Regions from separate parts of the Sus scrofa genome. Here region 2 is linked to region 1. A link is a contact called in public HiChIP or PLAC-seq data. All regions are on one chromosome and are shown on one strand. Each heading gives the region's core, a stretch centred on a gene start, on an enhancer-like site or on the middle of the called end of the contact. The rest is flanking DNA. Distances are from core to core; before and after follow the strand shown. Region 1 holds the start of NARFL (cytosolic Fe-S cluster assembly factor NARFL). Region 2 holds the start of MRPL28 (39S ribosomal protein L28, mitochondrial).

What was found. HiChIP or PLAC-seq counts read pairs in DNA pulled down with a chosen protein or histone mark.
Region 2: an H3K27ac HiChIP or PLAC-seq map of alveolar macrophages shows a contact between it and region 1. The contact joins the promoter of MRPL28 here to the promoter of NARFL in region 1. A contact is called at or near these places in 1 of 5 promoter capture datasets (fetal liver), 1 of 47 Hi-C or Micro-C datasets (heart right ventricle) and 1 of 2 datasets of contacts at active chromatin or transcription factors (alveolar macrophages).

The regions. Positions count from the first base shown.
Region 1 is chr3:41,039,211-41,047,033 of Sscrofa11.1, forward strand. NARFL (cytosolic Fe-S cluster assembly factor NARFL) reads left to right here and starts at 3,462. Exons shown (of 11, transcript XM_013995763.2): 1 at 3,462-3,591; 2 at 4,515-4,610; 3 at 6,246-6,389; 4 at 6,695-6,827; 5 at 7,503-7,637. The coding sequence starts at 3,526.
Region 2 is chr3:41,326,122-41,333,944 of Sscrofa11.1, forward strand. It overlaps MRPL28 (39S ribosomal protein L28, mitochondrial), which reads left to right and starts at 4,291. Exons shown (of 5, transcript XM_005655127.3): 1 at 4,291-5,001; 2 at 5,591-5,743; 3 at 5,992-6,126; 4 at 6,213-6,299; 5 at 6,982-7,399. The coding sequence starts at 4,714. The coding sequence ends at 7,140. It overlaps TMEM8A (transmembrane protein 8A), which reads left to right. Exons shown (of 12, transcript XR_002342470.1): 9 at 169-2,226; 10 at 2,442-2,558; 11 at 2,855-3,962; 12 at 4,234-4,309.

The sequences.
Region 1 (7,823 bases), core at 2,212-4,711:
CACTGTGGGCACGTCCAGAGCAGAGGCTGGGAGGGTGCCTGCTCCAGTTCAGAGAAAGGGGGGCCCACCGGCCCCAGCGTCAGGGCAGCTGCATGGGCTGACCGGCCTGGCCTCCGGGCCTCGGCCCCGCGCCGTGGCCTCCCCCGGCCCTCTCGGTCCCCTGTGTGTGTAGACTCTGCACTGCGCATGGGCCGGTAAGGACAATGATGAAACCACCTGCAAAACGTGAGAGCAGGTGGCGGCGGTGAGGTGTGAGGTTGGCACAAGAGCCCAGGTCTCTAGGGACGTGGCTGTGAGTCATTAAAAGACCCTCAAGGGGCTGAGAAGTCCCCGCTCCTGGCTCCACCCACAGCAGGCAGAAGAAGGCCTGCCCTCAGCTGGGGCGGAGTGTGTGTGTGTGTGTGTGTCAGAAACCTCCTGCTCAGACGTCTTTTTGTCTTTTTAAGGCCGCATCTGAGGCACATGGAGGTTCCCAAGCTGAATGAGAGCTGCAGCTGCCCGCCTAGGCCACAGACACGGCAACGCCAGATCCAAATCCAAGCTGCGTCGGCAACCTACGGCACAGCTCACGGCAAAGCCGGATCCTTAACCCACTGAGCCAGGCCAGTGGACCCCGAGTCCTCATGGATACTGGCTGAGCCGCAACGGGAACTTCCCCTGCTGAGATGGTTTTAAACCAGAAACTGGCTCTGGCAGTTACCCCGGCACTCCCACAAGGGCAGTGGAACGACAGCCTGCAACTGGGCAGACCAGGGTGTACTTACCGCCTGAGTCTCTGAGGGTCGCCTTGGGGCGGCTAGTCTGAGTGGCAGGCTCCAGTCCCCTTCGTTTTTTTTTTTTTTTCCCCCAATAGTTTTACTGAGACATAAATTCACATACCGGAAGTTTCCTCGTGGTGCAGCAGGTTGAGGATCCAGCGTTGCCGCCCCAGCTGCAGCACAGGCCGAAATGCCGTGCAGCTTCACTCCCAGGAAGCGGCCCAGCAACTTCCACTTGCTGTGGGTGGAGCCAAAAACAAGTAAATTCACACACCACACAATTTGCCCAGTGAAAGTCCACAACTCAAGAGTTTTTAACATATCACATTATTGAGTTTGCAATGTGATAACGTGCTGCATTATTTTGTTATAATACACATAACCAAGTTTGCCACTGTAACTATGTTTAAGCATATGACTCAGTGGCAGGAGTTACATTCACGGTGGGTTCCTTTTTTTTGGTCTTTTGACGGCCGCACCCGTGGCATATGGAGGTTCCCAGGCTAGGGGTCAAAAAGGAGCTGCAGCCACAGTCTATGCCGCAGCCACGCGGAATTCACGCTGCATCTGCGACCTACCCCACAGCTCACGGCAACGCTGGATCCTCAACCCACTGAGCGAGGCCAGAGATTGAAGCTGCAACCTCATGGTTCCTCGTCGGCTGCGTTTACGCTGCACCACAATGGGAACTCCTCTAAAATGTTTTCATCACCCCAGACTGAAACCCTCTTCCCGAGGCCCCGGTTGCCTCTGATCTACTCTCCTTTCCCACGGATTTGCCTGTTTCCCACTTTTCACAAGAGCAGAGTGACACGAACGGTGCTGTGTCTGGCTCCCTCCCTGAGCCCAGCGTCGAGATCCGTCTAGGTTGCAGCGGGTTAGTGCTTCATCCTCCTGCAGCCGCGTGGCCGTCCGTGGCCCGGGTGGGGCCATGTTCCTTTAAGCACATCAGCGGACGGGCCTTCGACCTGTTTCCATCTTCGACTCGCCCCCACCTTTGCTCCACGGACTCTGGGCAAAGATGGAAACTGCCCTGCACATCTAAACAGCAAACCTCCCTCCAGCATGAGAAGAACCAGCCTTTGTCCCCCAGCCTCAGCCAGAGGTCCCTCTGCTATAAACCCTACCCGTCACCCCGGCCTAACTGACCCTAACAGCACTTACTCTTCTCACACATTTCTTGTAAACTTCCTCCGGGGCGTTTCAACAAAGCTGAGTTTATTTTGCACTTTGTCTGTTTACGAGCAAGACTGTTGAGGTTTCAGGCATCATGTCCCAGACCTTCATCAGACACTGCTAGGGTCGGGGATGCGGGGGCCTGGAAGCTCCTGGGGCAAGCTCCTCTCACTACCGAGAAGAAGTTTCCTGTCCTGGGAGGTGCTCCAGGAGGCAGTGCCTCAGGCCTCTGGACCCCAGTTAACCCACAGGCAGGTTGGGAGTTGCCAGGTGAAGCCTACCTCAGGACAATAACCCCAAGAAGAGCACAGGCCGGGAGGGACCCCCCCCTCCCCAAACGTGACATTATGCTCAGCGAATATTCTGGGGTTGAGCCTGCCAGGACAGCGTCACGCCGGGGTACACGTAGGGCCTGGGGCTGTGCCAGAATCGACCACTGGAGTTTTCTGGAAAGCTCCCATAAAAAATGGTCATTAAATGTTGGAGTTCCTATCGTGGATCAGTGGTTAACAAATCGGACTAGGAACCATGAGATTGCAGGTTTGATTCCCAGCCTTGCTCGGTGGGTTAAGGATCTGGTGTTGCCGCCGCCTGTGGTGTAGGTCGCAGACGCGGCTCAGATCCCAAGCTGCTGTGGCCACGGCATAGGCCAGCAGTTACAGCTCTGATTAGACCCCTAGCCTGGGAACCTCCATATGCCGCGGGTGCCACCCTAGAAAAAGACCAAAAAAAAAAAAAAAAGTACATACCGAGTCTAGCCAGCAGAGGTCCTGTGTCAGAACCTGTGTCATAAAACTCACAGGGAAATGAAGTTTTCTCAAGCTGGTCTCCAAAATAACCGCGAGCTCCCTCCTAGAACCCCAAGGCTCTGCACTCAGCTGCAGCATCGGAAAGAAAGACGGGGAGTTCCCGTCGTGGCGCAGTGATTAACGAATCCGACTAGGAACCATGAGGTTGTGGGTTCGGTCCCTGCCCTTGCTCAGTGGGTTAAGGATCTGGCGTTGCCGTGAGCTGTGGTTAGGTTGCAGACGCGGCTCGGATCCCGCGTTGCTGTGGCTCTGGCGTAGGCCGGTGGCTACAGCTCCGATTCAACCCCTAGCCTGGGAACCTCCATATGCCGCGGGAGCGGCCCAAGAAATAGCAACAACAACAAAAGACAAAAAAAAAAAAAAAAGGAAAGAAAGACGGCCCATCCGCGTCATTCTCATTTTCCTCTACCGAAGTCGCGCACTCCTGCGTGGCAGGCGCTCTTCTACGTTCTTGGGCTGCGTCCGGAACCAAATAAAGCAAGTCTGCTGCCTCTGCAAAATCCTAGGGCGGAGAAGGAGGGGGCGGGCGGGCTGCACACCTGCCTGGCAGGTGAGTCTGGAACCGCGACGGAGGCCCCCCTTTTCCGCGCAGCACCTCCGCCGGCGCGGAGTGAGATGCCCAGACCCCCCAGCAGGGGGCGCGCGCCTACCGGGCGCCCAGCCACTAGGCCATTCGCGCTTGCGCCTGGCGGGCGCTTTCCGGTAGCGTGGCGGAACCGCCTCGCCGTTTTTGCAGCGTTTGGCGACGCCTGCGCGCGGTGACCCGACGGCAGTGTGGCGCCATGGCGTCGCCCTTCAGCGGGGCCGTGCAGCTGACGGACCTGGACGATTTCATCGCGCCGTCTCAGGTGGGCGGGCCGGGCAGCGGGGAGCTCGGCATCGGGGTCGCGGGGCCGCACAGCCCAGGGGCGATCGCGTCCTTTTCCCGGGCGGGCACAGCAGCCGGTGCCACCCAGCTCAGGGCCCGGAAGACCCTGCTGACCTTCTCTGGCCGGTTTCTTGCGTGTGAACACTGCAAGGGCGGAGGTGGTGGCCCACTGGAGTCACCGCGGTGGTGGTCGTCGGTGTCACCTTCGGGGAGGAAGCTAGAGCTTGCCGCCAAAGGCACAAGGCAGCTGCGCTTGATAGCCGGCCGCCCTCATAGGGTGTCCGCGCTTATCGATGCCACCAGCCGCGCAGGACCAGGCCTCCAGAGGGCCGATGAGTCCCCGGAGGAGGAGCGGGTGCGGCTGGTTCCAACCAGCGGCAGGGGGGAGCTCGGACAGGCCTGCTAAGGCGCTCTGGGGCTGGCCCTCTTTTGGAAGGTGAGGCCAGTGAGGTTCTCCCGGTGATGAGAGAGACAGAACTCAAGGAGTTGGGGAGAGAAGGGAGCCTTTTTCCGGGAACTGGGCGGGCAGGTGATGTCCAAGCAGAGCATTCCTGCCCACCCTTGGCTGGCTCTCAGCAGCCAGTGGCCCTCTGGGCGGTGCCACGCATCGAGTTTTTGCTGAGGAAGGGTCAGGGTCAGGGTTGGTGTCTGCACACAGGTTAGCATGCAGGCCCCCGTCGCACTTCCTCCATCTACTGTGACCTGCCGAGGAACCCCGGCAGGCAGGGTGACTGGACCAGTGGGAGTAGGGTAAGCAGCCATAGCGCTAATTCGGCGGCTGCAGCAGGAAGACGGGAATTGGGGCAGACCCTTCATCCCAGGCAGCGGTGTGGCCATCGGGTCGGCCCTCTTCCCATGCCTCCGTGCACTCAGGCCGGTCTTTGGGGTCTCTTACTGGTACAGGACTGCATCAAGCCCGTGAAGGTGGATAAGAAGCTGGGAAGCAGCGGGGCCAAGATCTACATCGAAGATGATGGGAATTACTTCCAAGTCAGTGCGGTAGGTTCCAGCTCGGCTGACCTGACACACATCTCACTGCTCTGTCCAGCAACAAGCACAGGGACCATGGGCCTCCCATACCTGGACAGTTCTTTCTCACTGATCGGATTCACTGACAGCTGGGGAGTCTGGGAGAGCAGGGAGGGAAGCCTGGGGCGGTGAGGGGGCCACAGAGGCTGAACACAGAGTTTGATTGGTTCTGCAGAGGAAGCTCTTTTGGCAGAGATGTCCCCGTGTCCCGTTCTCTCTCTCCGAGCTCTGTGTGAGGTCTCTGGGTCCAGACCACCTGTTCTCTCACACCTTTAAAGGTTTTCAGACGTCAGCAGTGCCGACATGTACCCCGATTGTGTGCCATCTGGACCCTCGAGAATGTCTATGGATGGCAGGCGCCAGGCGCACAGGCCCAGGGACACCCTGCCCCCACGCAGGGGAGGGGACACAGGATGGCTCACAGTGGGGCCAGGCAGCGGGATCCCGCGTTCCCAGATCCAGGCGCATCGCGTCGGGTCTAGGAGAGCGACCCAGCAGCAAGCCAGGGGCAGCCCAGAGCTGCTGGGCTTAAAGGGGAGAGAAGCTGAAAGCACAACAGCCTCCTGGTCAGCAGAGCATCACAGCCTGGCCTTCAGGCTGCCTGGACTTGGAAAACGGTAGCTTTGGGGCCAAGTGAGGCCTAGTGAGCTGGGCCGGAAGGGAGTTCTGGTCTCTTCAGCGCCCTGGTCACCTTCTGGGTCCTGAAGCGTACCTGGCCAGACCACTTCTGTGTGGGCAGAGGGGATGAAGGGGCCCCGCTGGGATCAGCTGCATCTCCGAAGAGGCTGGGGACTGCCTGGCAATCTTTTGTCTTTTTATGGCCACACCCGAGGCATATGGAGTTTCCCAGGCTAGGGGTGTAATTGGAGCTACAGCTGCTGGTCTCCACCAGAGCCACAGCAACGCCAATCCCAGCCTCATCTGCGACCCACACCCCAGCTCACGGCAACGCCGGATCCTTAACCCAGTGACAGAGGCCAGGGATCGAACCTGAGTCCTCGTGGATGCTAGTTGGATTCGTTTCCGCTGCGCCACGGCGGGAGCGCCTGTCTGTGGAGTCGGACTGGCCCACTTGTCTCTGCTGCTTCTCCTCTGCCAGCGCTGGGGCCTGGGGCGCAGGCGCCCGCCGTCGCCTCCCTCTGCCCCGTTCCTGTCCTTCTGTCCTTTCTTCCTTCATCTGCACTCTTGCTTTGCTCTTCCATCTTCGAGGGCCTGGCCGGTGGCATTTCCTTGTCCCCACAGCCCCATGAGTGCAGCTGGGGGACCAACAGCCATCAGGACTTCTGTGATGTGTCAGCTGCCTCTGCAGATTTAACACCTGTCTCCCACCCCTCACGGGCAGCACACCTCTTTGATCCGATCGGCTGGGCCAGCCACGTCCGTACCGGTTCGACTTTGGTGCCACGGGGAAAACCTAGAGTGTGTAGCGGTGTTTCCGTGAGAAATATTTTCCGATAACTCCTGGCGTGTAAAGCCAGCCACCTAGCACGTTGGTTGTCAGTGCTGTGAGCCAGAGGATAAGGGTTTCCTGTGGGTCCCATCACCCTGAGAGCTCCGTGTCCTCACGCCGAGGGGCCTCGGGGTCCCGGCTTCTCGTGCTTCCAGGACGGAGGGACGAGGAAGCTGGAGAAGGCCAAGATCTCACTGGATGACTGCCTGGCGTGCAGCGGCTGTGTCACCTCGGCAGAGACCGTGCTCATCACTCAGCAGAGCCACGAGGAGCTGCGGAAGGTTCTAGACGCCAATAAGGTGAGCCGTGGGTGGTCTTGAGGATGCCGCTCTAACCCCACGTCGGCCCAGCGGCCCCACTCGTGTTGTCAGGGCAGCTCATCTTGGTGCTGCTTGTCCTGTGTCACCTGGTGGCTCCTGGCACATTCCGGTCTCATCCGTGGGAACCTCCGTGAGTCACCATTGTCAGTGTCTCGACACCGAGCTGCTCGCCCTGAACCCTGAATCCCGCATGCATGACGCAGTCAGGGCCTGGGCACACCAGCTCGGGCCCACCGGGAGCCTGTGCGGAACACGCAGCGAGCATCGTGTCCCTTGCTTCACAGACAGCAGCGCCTGGTCAGCAGAGGCTGGTTGTCATCTCAGTCTCACCCCAGTCCCAAGCGTCACTGGCTGTGAGGTTCCAGCTGAACCCCACAGACACTGCCAGGAAGCTCACTGCGTTCTTTAAAAGAATAGGTAGGCGGTCCAGGTTGGGCGTGGGCGGGGGCTCGGGCCTTCTAGGAGAAGGCCGTCTGGATTCTGCTGCTGCGCTTCCCGCGTCTGGAATCCAGCCACTCTCTGCATTTTTTTTTTTTTTTTTGTCTTTTTGCCTTTTCTAGGGCCGCTCCCACGGCATACGGAGAGTCCCAGGCTAGGGGTCCAATCGGAGCCGCAGCCACCGGCCTATACCAGAGCCATAGCAACGCGGGATCCGAGCCGCGTCTGCGACCTACACCACAGGTCAGGGCAACGCCGGATCCTTAACCCACTGAGCGAGGCCAGGGATCGAACCCGCAACCTCATGGTTCCCAGTCGGATTCATTAACCACTGCGCCACGACGGGAACTCCCAGCCACTCTCTGTATTGACTTCACATCCCCACCACCAAGGAGCACCGCCTAGGCCTGAGCTGGGTTCTGGCTCAGACCAGCTTTGGTGGCCGCTGCATGCTGGGGGGTGGCTGGGAAGACTTGGGGTGAGCCCCGGCGAGGGAGGCTGTGACTGGCGCTAGGCAGGGGGCTGCCTGGTCTCAGGCAGCCACCAAGCTCAGAGGATGGAAGCCGTGGAGTGTGTGTCTCCTCCTGGGGCAGCTGGCAGTGCCTGGCACTCTGGCTGCCCTTCCTGGGGATGAGGTGGCCGCCCGCCTTCCAGGGGCACACTACGTGTTCGACACCGCCTTCTCGAGGAACTTCAGCCTCCTTGAGAGCCAGCGAGAGTTCGTGCGGCGATTCCGAGGACAGGCCGGCTCCCAGCAGGCCCTGCCTGTGCTCACGTCCGCCTGCCCAGGTGTGTGGTCGCTGCAGACTGAGGTCGGCAGCCGGACGGGGGCGCCGGTGCTGGGGGCGGGGGAACTGCCAGAGAGTCCCCCGGCGTCGCCGCACTTCCCAGGGGGGGATCACAGGGACGCTTGAGGCGGGTGCCAGTGACAGCAGTGGGCACATTGTCTGGGGGGCCCTGACTCTTTGAAGCTGG
Region 2 (7,823 bases), core at 3,041-5,540, 290 kb after region 1:
GGTCCTTGAGCTGGCCATCTTGGCCTCCCAGAGCCCCTGGCTGCCCCCAGGGCTCATACGTCCAGGTTCTGGGCTCATATGTCCAGGACCCTGGTGGGAACGGTGCTGGGGACTGGCCCGCAGGCGGCGGGCATGGCAGCCAGCCTTCCCGTGGCCCCTTCCTCGCAGGGAGTGTGAGCAGGCCTCGGTCCTTGTGGAGACCAGCTTCTACTTGGTGCCCTGTCTGGACGACTGCGGACCCTACGGCCAGTGCCTCCTGCTGCGCAGACACGGCTACCTTTATGCGGGCTGCAGCTGCAAAGCAGGTGAGGTCCAGTCCTGGTGTCTCCCCGTACTCATGCCTTCCTCTGGGAGCCCAGCCCACCTCTGCCAGGGTTCGGAAGCACCCCCGAAGAACAGGGGCAAAGGCCGCCTTCCACATGGGTACCGAGCTCCCACATGGGTACCAAGAGGTGCCCCCAGAGATGGTACTACCTTCCGACCTTGGCCTCCCCTGCTCACGCTTGCCCTTACCTGCCCTCACCTGCCCTCACCTGCCCACACCTGCCCTCACCTGCCCTCACCTGCTCACAACTGCCCTCACCTGCCCACACCTGCCCTCACCTGCCCTCATCTCCTCACACCTGCCCTCACCTGCTCACACCTGCCCTCACCTGCTCACACCTGCCCTTACCTGCCTACACCTGCCCTCACCTGCTCACACCTGCCCTCATCTCCTCACACCTGCCCTTACTTGCCTACACCTGTCCTTACCTGCCTATACCTGCCCTTCCCTGCCCACACCTGCCCTTCCCTGCCCATACCTGTCTCTTACCTGCCCACATTGGCCTACACCCACCATCATGTGCCCCACACCTGTTCCGCCTCTGTTTCACAGCTGCCCCTACTAGCCCCACACCTGTCCCATTCCTGCCTGCACCTGCTCAGGCCTGCCCACACCTGGCCTCACCTGCCCATACCCGTGCCTCCTTTTCTCTGCCCACACTGGCCTCCACCACCCACACCAATGCGCACCTGTTCCAGCCTGCTCTGGGGTGAGGAAGGGGCTTCTCTGCAGGGCCCTGGGCGAGGGGTGGAGCCTCAGCCCTGCAGCGTCACCTTGGCCCACAGGCTGGCGCGGGTGGAGCTGCACAGACAACAGCACAGCACAGACCTTGGCCCAGCAGAGGGTGGCCGCCCTCTTGCTCACGCTCAGCAACCTCATGTTCCTGGCTCCCATTGCCGTCTCCGTGCACCGCTCCCTCCTGGTGGAGGCCGCTGTCTACACCTACACCATGTTCTTCTCCACGGTAGCCCTGCCCTGCTCCCCGGGGTGGGTGGGCTTGGGGGGAGGGCTGCCTGCCACTCATCGCCCTGCCCTGCAGTTCTACCATGCTTGCGACCAGCCAGGGGATGCCGTGCTGTGTATCCTCAACTATGACACGCTGCAGTACTGTGACTTCCTGGGCTCTGGGGTGTCCGTCTGGGTCACCGTGCTCTGCATGGCGAGACTGAAGGCAGCCCCGAAATACGTAAGTGGCCTCCTGACCTTCTGGCTCTGGGGGAGCGGCGGCCCCCTGTGCACAGCATGTGGAGGGGGAGACTGAAAGGGGGTTCAGCTGCTGCCCTGAGAAGCCTCTGGTTTTGACCAGTCCTTATGGGTGGAGGCTGCCTCTGGGAACCGTGCTGGCTGCCTGGAGGATGCCAGGAAGGGAAAGGTGAGACAGGCAAGGCCCATTCACAGAGGAGGCCTGGGGAGTTCCCTGGTGGTCTAGTGGTTAGGATTCGATGCTTTCACCGTTGCAGCCCAGCTTTAATCCTCGTCTGGGGACCGAGATCCTGCGTTAAGCCACTGCACACTGCAGTCAAAACAAAAAACCCTCTTCGGAGTTCCCGTTGTGGCTCAGTGGTAATGAACCCAGCTAGTATCCGTGAGGATGTGGGTTCGATCCCTGGCCTCACTCAGTGGGTTGAAAGACCCAGCATTGCCGTGAGCTATGGTATAGGTCATAGACACAGCTCGGATCCAGTGATCCCTGGCCTGGGAACTTCCACATGCTGCGGATGCCACCCTAAAAAGCAAAAAAGAAAAGAAAGAAGGCCTGGCCTCCAGCCCTGGGCCTGCCTCCCTGAGAAGCCCCCAGCTGTGCCGTCGGAGTCCCTGAGGCCGAGGACCCTTTGGGGGCATTTCCGCTGTAGCTGGGCCAGCCTGATGGAAACGCGTGTCCTGGTGCCCTGCCTGCCAAGGTCGTGCCTCAGACAGAAATTCGCCTGTGGACAGCCTTGGGGGATGGATGGATCCCAGCCATGCGGGGGCTTGGGGAGGGGCAGACTTCGCCTGCTCTGCCAGCTGGGCACGGGGGCAGTGGGATGGCGGCAGGGCCACTCCACCTGCTCCCGCTGAGCCGTGTGCCGTCCGCCTGGCTCCCACAACCTTGCGGCCTTCCCTTTGTGTCACCCAGGTTCTGTTTCTCCTGGGCACCCTGGTCTTCGCCATGTCCTTGCAGCTGGACCGCAGGGCCGCCTGGAACATGCTGGGGCCGTGCCTCTTTGCCATCGTGGTTATGGTCACCATGTGGGTAAGTGGCTGGGGCAGGGCTGTGGTGCCGCCCAGACGCCGTGCCCTGGCAATCGGGATACATGATCCATAGAGGAGGACAGGGCCTGGTCCCGCCTTCGGGCCATGGTCCGGGTCCTGGGCCCGAACCCTCTGCATCTGCGGAGGGCCCCCTGTGGTTTCATGCCTGAGGCCTGGGGACCCTCAGGTCTTTGTGCGCTTGAACCCCCACCAAGCAGCCCACGCTCCCAGACCTGGGCGAGCCCTTGGCAGCCCTGGTTGCAGCCCCTGCGCCGACACGCAAGTGCTTTCCTCCAGGTGTACCGCTGCGGGCGCCGACGCCGCTGCTACCCGCCCTCCTGGCAGCGCTGGGTCTTCTACCTCCTGCCTGGCATCGCCATGGCCTCTGTGGCCATTGCCATCTACACCGCCATGATGACCAGCGACAACTATTACTACACCCACAGCATCTGGCACATGCTGCTGGCTGGCAGCGCTGCGTTCCTGCTGCCACCAAGGGACCAACACACCGAGCCCTGGGCCTGCTCCCAGAAGCTCACCTGCCACTATGATATCTGCAGGAACCGCCAGGAAGAGCTGTACACAGTGACATGACGTGGCCCGCTTGGGGACACCTGCGGCTTTGATGATTTCTCCGGCCAGGGGCAGGACCAGGGGAGAGGTACCCTGTCCAGATGGATTTCCAGCCGAATAAAATTGCACTGCTGTGCTCTCACTTCCTCCTCCTCCGGAGGCAAGGCCACACCCCCAGCTCCCTTATGCCTACTGGCTGCCAGCTACCCGGTCCCTCTGCAGGGCCCAGCGGGTGTCTGCAGTGGCTCCTGAGGCCTGGCCCTGGCTGCCTGGAGACCACAGGTACCAAGTGGGGAAGCCCCTGTGGTCTGCTGGCCTGGAGATGGTTGGAGGGAAACGTAGAGTAAGATGGCTGTGTCGCCCTGTTCCTGTGTGAGGCTGTGCTCTGGCACTTAGGCTGGTAGCTGTGCCGCCGCGTGGCTCCTTGACCCCTTGTGCCCCAGCAGGATGCCCCCTGCTGATGCATTTGCCACGGGAAGGGGCGATCGTGCCAAGGGAGCTGATGGCACTGGGTGGCCTAAGGGCTAGCTGCCACGAGGGCATGGGGAAGGCTGGCTTCTGGCTGGCTGGCCACCCCTACCCCTTCACGTTGGCTCCAAAACTGGGAGGCCTTCGTGGAGAGGAGGCTCCAAGATGCTCTGGGAGTGCTGGGCTCCCAGGGCACACCTTGTCCCAACTCTACCCCACTGCCCTCTGGGTTCCTGGGCCCTTGTCTAGTGAGCATCTCCTTGAGAAGAGAAGGGGACGGCGGCCACCCTGACCTCGCTCAAACACGTGTCTGCAGAGGGGGCTCCTGGGGACCTGGCCTAACCTCTCTCGTGGTGAAAGCAGGGTAAGGGCTGCTGACCACCCCAGGAGGCCCTCCCTAAGGTAGGCTGCGGGGGGCCACTGTCAGTGTGAGGGTGCTGAGCCCAGGGTGGGTGGGGGCCCGCAGCCCTCTCACCTCTGGACCTGGCATCTTGCCTTCCGAGTCCCATCCAGGATATGGCCTCCCGGGAGGCTTCCCACACCCGCAGTTACCCAGCACTTGGCCACCGTAGCATTCTCCAGGCTTGTAATGGGGAAATATTTATATAAGGTATTTCGGGGGGGGATTTTTTCAGACATTGAAGACATTTTTCTGTAGCTCTGATTTCACTGTGATTGATGAATTTAATATTCTACACTGATGTTTCAAGGTAAAAAGAGTCTTTGCATTGCTTTCTGCGCTCGTTCTGGGAGGAGGGAAGGTGGCCAAGCCTCTGGAAACGGGCCCATTCTTGCCGGCCCCACACTTGCCGACGATCCCTGGGGCTGCCACCATCTCTGCAGGAAGTTTTCCACGGTCCCTAAGGACCAAAGAGGGGGCGGGACGAGCTGGGTAGACGGACTGGCTTGCAGCCAATCAGCGGCGGTTGGAGAGCAGGGTGCCGCGGCACGACTTCCGTTTCCGGCGAGGCCCTGGGCTCCGGAGGCTGGCGCGGCTGATCCTGGCTTGCAGTGGGAGTCACGCGGCTTTGCGCGCGGGGCCGGGGTGAGGGTGTTGTCCCACGTCCGGCCGCCGCGCGTGACCGCGGTCCCTGCCTCCCGCCAGCCTCGCCGCGATGCCCTTGCACAAGGTCCCTGTCGGCCTGTGGAAGCAGCTCCGGCTGTGGGAGGGCATCTATTCCCGCCTGCCCCGGCACTACCTGCGCTCCCTGGAGGAGGCGCGGACGCCCACTCCCGTGCACTACAGGCCTCACGGGGCCAAGTTCAAGATCAACCCCAAGAACTGGCAGCGGGAGCGCGTGGAGGACGTGCCCATTCCGGTTCACTACCCCCCGGAGTCCCAGCTGGGGCTGTGGGGCGGCGAGGGCTGGGTGCTGGGTCACAGATACGTCAACAACGACAAGGTGAGCGAGCAGGACGGGCTGGCGCGGTACCTCCCGGGCCTTGCCGCCCGGCTCCGGCTGGGGTCTGGAGGTACCTGGAGAGGAAGGGGACTCTGCTCGGGAGGAGGGCTTACGGCCCGGCGGACACAGCTCCTTTCAGGATGGGGAGGAGGCCTGAGTCTTGAGAGGGGGTGGGGGGCGAGGCCTAAGGAGACCTGTCGGCTTCACCCTCACCCCCACCTATCCTGACACCGGCAAGGCTGGCACTGCCCTGCCCCCTTTAGAATGGTCGAGAGACTAACCCGGGGGGCAGATCACCCCAGTCCGCCCCTGATGCCCCCAGTGCCTTGCTGCCTCTGATGGGGAACCTGGAGGAGCTGCCGAGCCCTCGGGGTGGGGATTTGTGTCTTTGATGTCTCCTTGGCCTTTGGGCCCTTAGGCTCTGGTTTGGACCGTGAAACCCCGTGGACCCTGCAGTTACGGTTGTGTGTGACCCTGCCACCTCGGCAGGGTCGGGGGAGAAGCGGACCTCTGGGCAGCCAGGCCCCCGAGTGGAGGCTGACAGGTGCAGCTCCCCGGCCCGATGTCACCAAGCCTCTTGCTCCCTCAGCTCTCCAAGAGAGTGAGGAAGGTGTGGAAGCCGCAGCTGTTCCAGCGCGAGCTCTACAGTGAGATCCTGGACAAGCGGTTCACCGTGACCGTGACCATGCGCACCCTGGACCTCATCGACCAGGCCTGCGGCTTCGACTTCTACATCCTCAAGGCAAGGACAGCGGGGTCCCCACTGAGATGTCATCGGCACCCTGTCCCCCCGACCCCCACAGCCCCAGTGGGAGTCCGTCGCTGCGGCAGCCGCCCCGCTTCACCTCCTCTGCTCTCAGACCTTTCTCTGTTCTGGCCCCCGGGTGCTGGGCTGGCCTGGGTGCTGCCAGCAGCTGGCGTGGAGGCTGAAGGGGGCGGGGGGCGGGACCCTGCCTGAAGCACCGGGTCCCATGTGGAGCCTCCTGCCAGACCCCCAAGGAGGACCTGTGCTCCAAGTTCGGGATGGACCTGAAGCGGGGGATGCTGCTGCGGCTTGCCCGACAGGACCCCCAGCTGCACCCGGACGACCCCGCCAGGAGGGCGGCCATCTACGACAGGTACAAGGTAAGGAGTAAGCCTGTACCTCCTGCCTCTCACGGGCCCCTGGCCGGCTGCCCCGGCCTCATCGACCCTGGTCTCTGCCCGCCCAGGCGTTCGTCATCCCCGAGGCAGAGGCCGAGTGGGTTGGCCTGACGTTGGACGAGGCCGTGGAGAAGCAGAGGCTCCTGGAGGAGAAGGTGTGTGTGTGGGAGCACGAGCTGCCGAGTGCCAGCCCCGGGGGGAGGGCGGGGGGGAGAGGGAACGTGAATGGGGCCCCAGGCAGGCTCCGTGCCGCCTGCACCCTCCAGTCCGGTCCTGGCACCCTCCTGCCCCCTCTGCCAGCCTCAGGGACAGACAGACAGACAAGACCTGGATGCTTGGCCCCACTGGTTTACATGGCTGCCTGGCACTCCCCAGGGTCTGCCGGGTACCGAGTGCAGGCTTTTTCTGGCTTGTCCCCTGGAAGAGTCTGGTGTGCGTGGGAGCTGCCAGGACAGGGAGCCCACAGCAGCTGCTACCCCCTTCCCCCTGCCCAGTTTATCTGCAACCACTGGGCCCCAAGGCAGGGAAGCCGGGGGTAGGCGCCTGATCCCTGCTCCCCCAAGGGAGGGCGGCCCCTCTCTCTCTGACTGGGGGTCGGGGGGTGGCACGTAGCCTTCCCTGACTCAGCTGCCAAGCCTGAGGGGCCTGGACCTCTCGGTGTCCTGGGGTTATGCCCAGACAGGCCTGGGTAATGGGTGGAGCCTCACATGCCCTCCCAGGCTGCTCACCTCCCATGACCTGAAGCCGGACAGAGGCGGGGGTCCGGTGCGGCTCTGGCTCCAGATCCCCAAAACAGCAACCCTGCACCGAGGGTGCATTGTCGCCTTCATCCCACAGCTGGAGTCCCTCCTCCTCCGAGCGTCTCACTGGGACCCCGTCTCCCCGCAGGACCCCATTCCTCTGTTCAAGATCTTCGTGGAGGAGCTGCTCGGGCAGCTTCAGCAGCAGGCCCTCTCTGAGCCGGCTGTGGTGCAGACGAGAGCCAGCAGGAAGTAGCGGGTCGTAACCTGGGCCTCGGCCAAGCTCAGCACCCCGGCCCCCGCTGGCAACACGGACAGAGCCCAGGGTGCTGGTGACGGCTGCCTGTGGCCTTGGGCCAACCCGCGTGTGCGTACTGGCCCTGCAGCTCCCAGCGGGGGTGGTCCTTCCCCAAGAGGCCTCTTGTTCCAGGATCCCCAGGGGCCTGGGGCCATCTTGCTATCTCTGTGGTCCCCTCCCTCGGGGGCAGCGTGAGTAAAGTCTGAGTTGGGCTGAGCGTGTGCTCCTTTGCTTGGATGATCGGGGCTCGCCCTGTGCCCCAAAGACCTGGGACGCAGCTGAGGTGGGTGCTGGTCCCCGGGTGTGCAAGCTCCTGGGGCTGCTCTCGTCCAGGAGAAGCCCGCGTCCGAGGCGTCTCGCCATCGTCCAGGAGGTGCTCGGCCCTCCTTGCACGTCCCTTCCTGTCCGGACAGAGCAGAGGCAGCTGCGTGGCTGGGTCTGGCCGTGGCTGATGCTACCCGTGCCAGCATCTCTCTGAGAGGCCAGGGACCCTGGGGCAGTGCTGCTGGCGGCATTGTCTTGCAGAGAAGGCCTTGTCTGGAACCCCTGTCCACACCACCCTGTCACAGTCCTAAAGGAGAGAGAGGCCACATCACAGCCTTTGGGGCTTACCCCCTGGGCGCCCCCTCTTTTGCTGACCA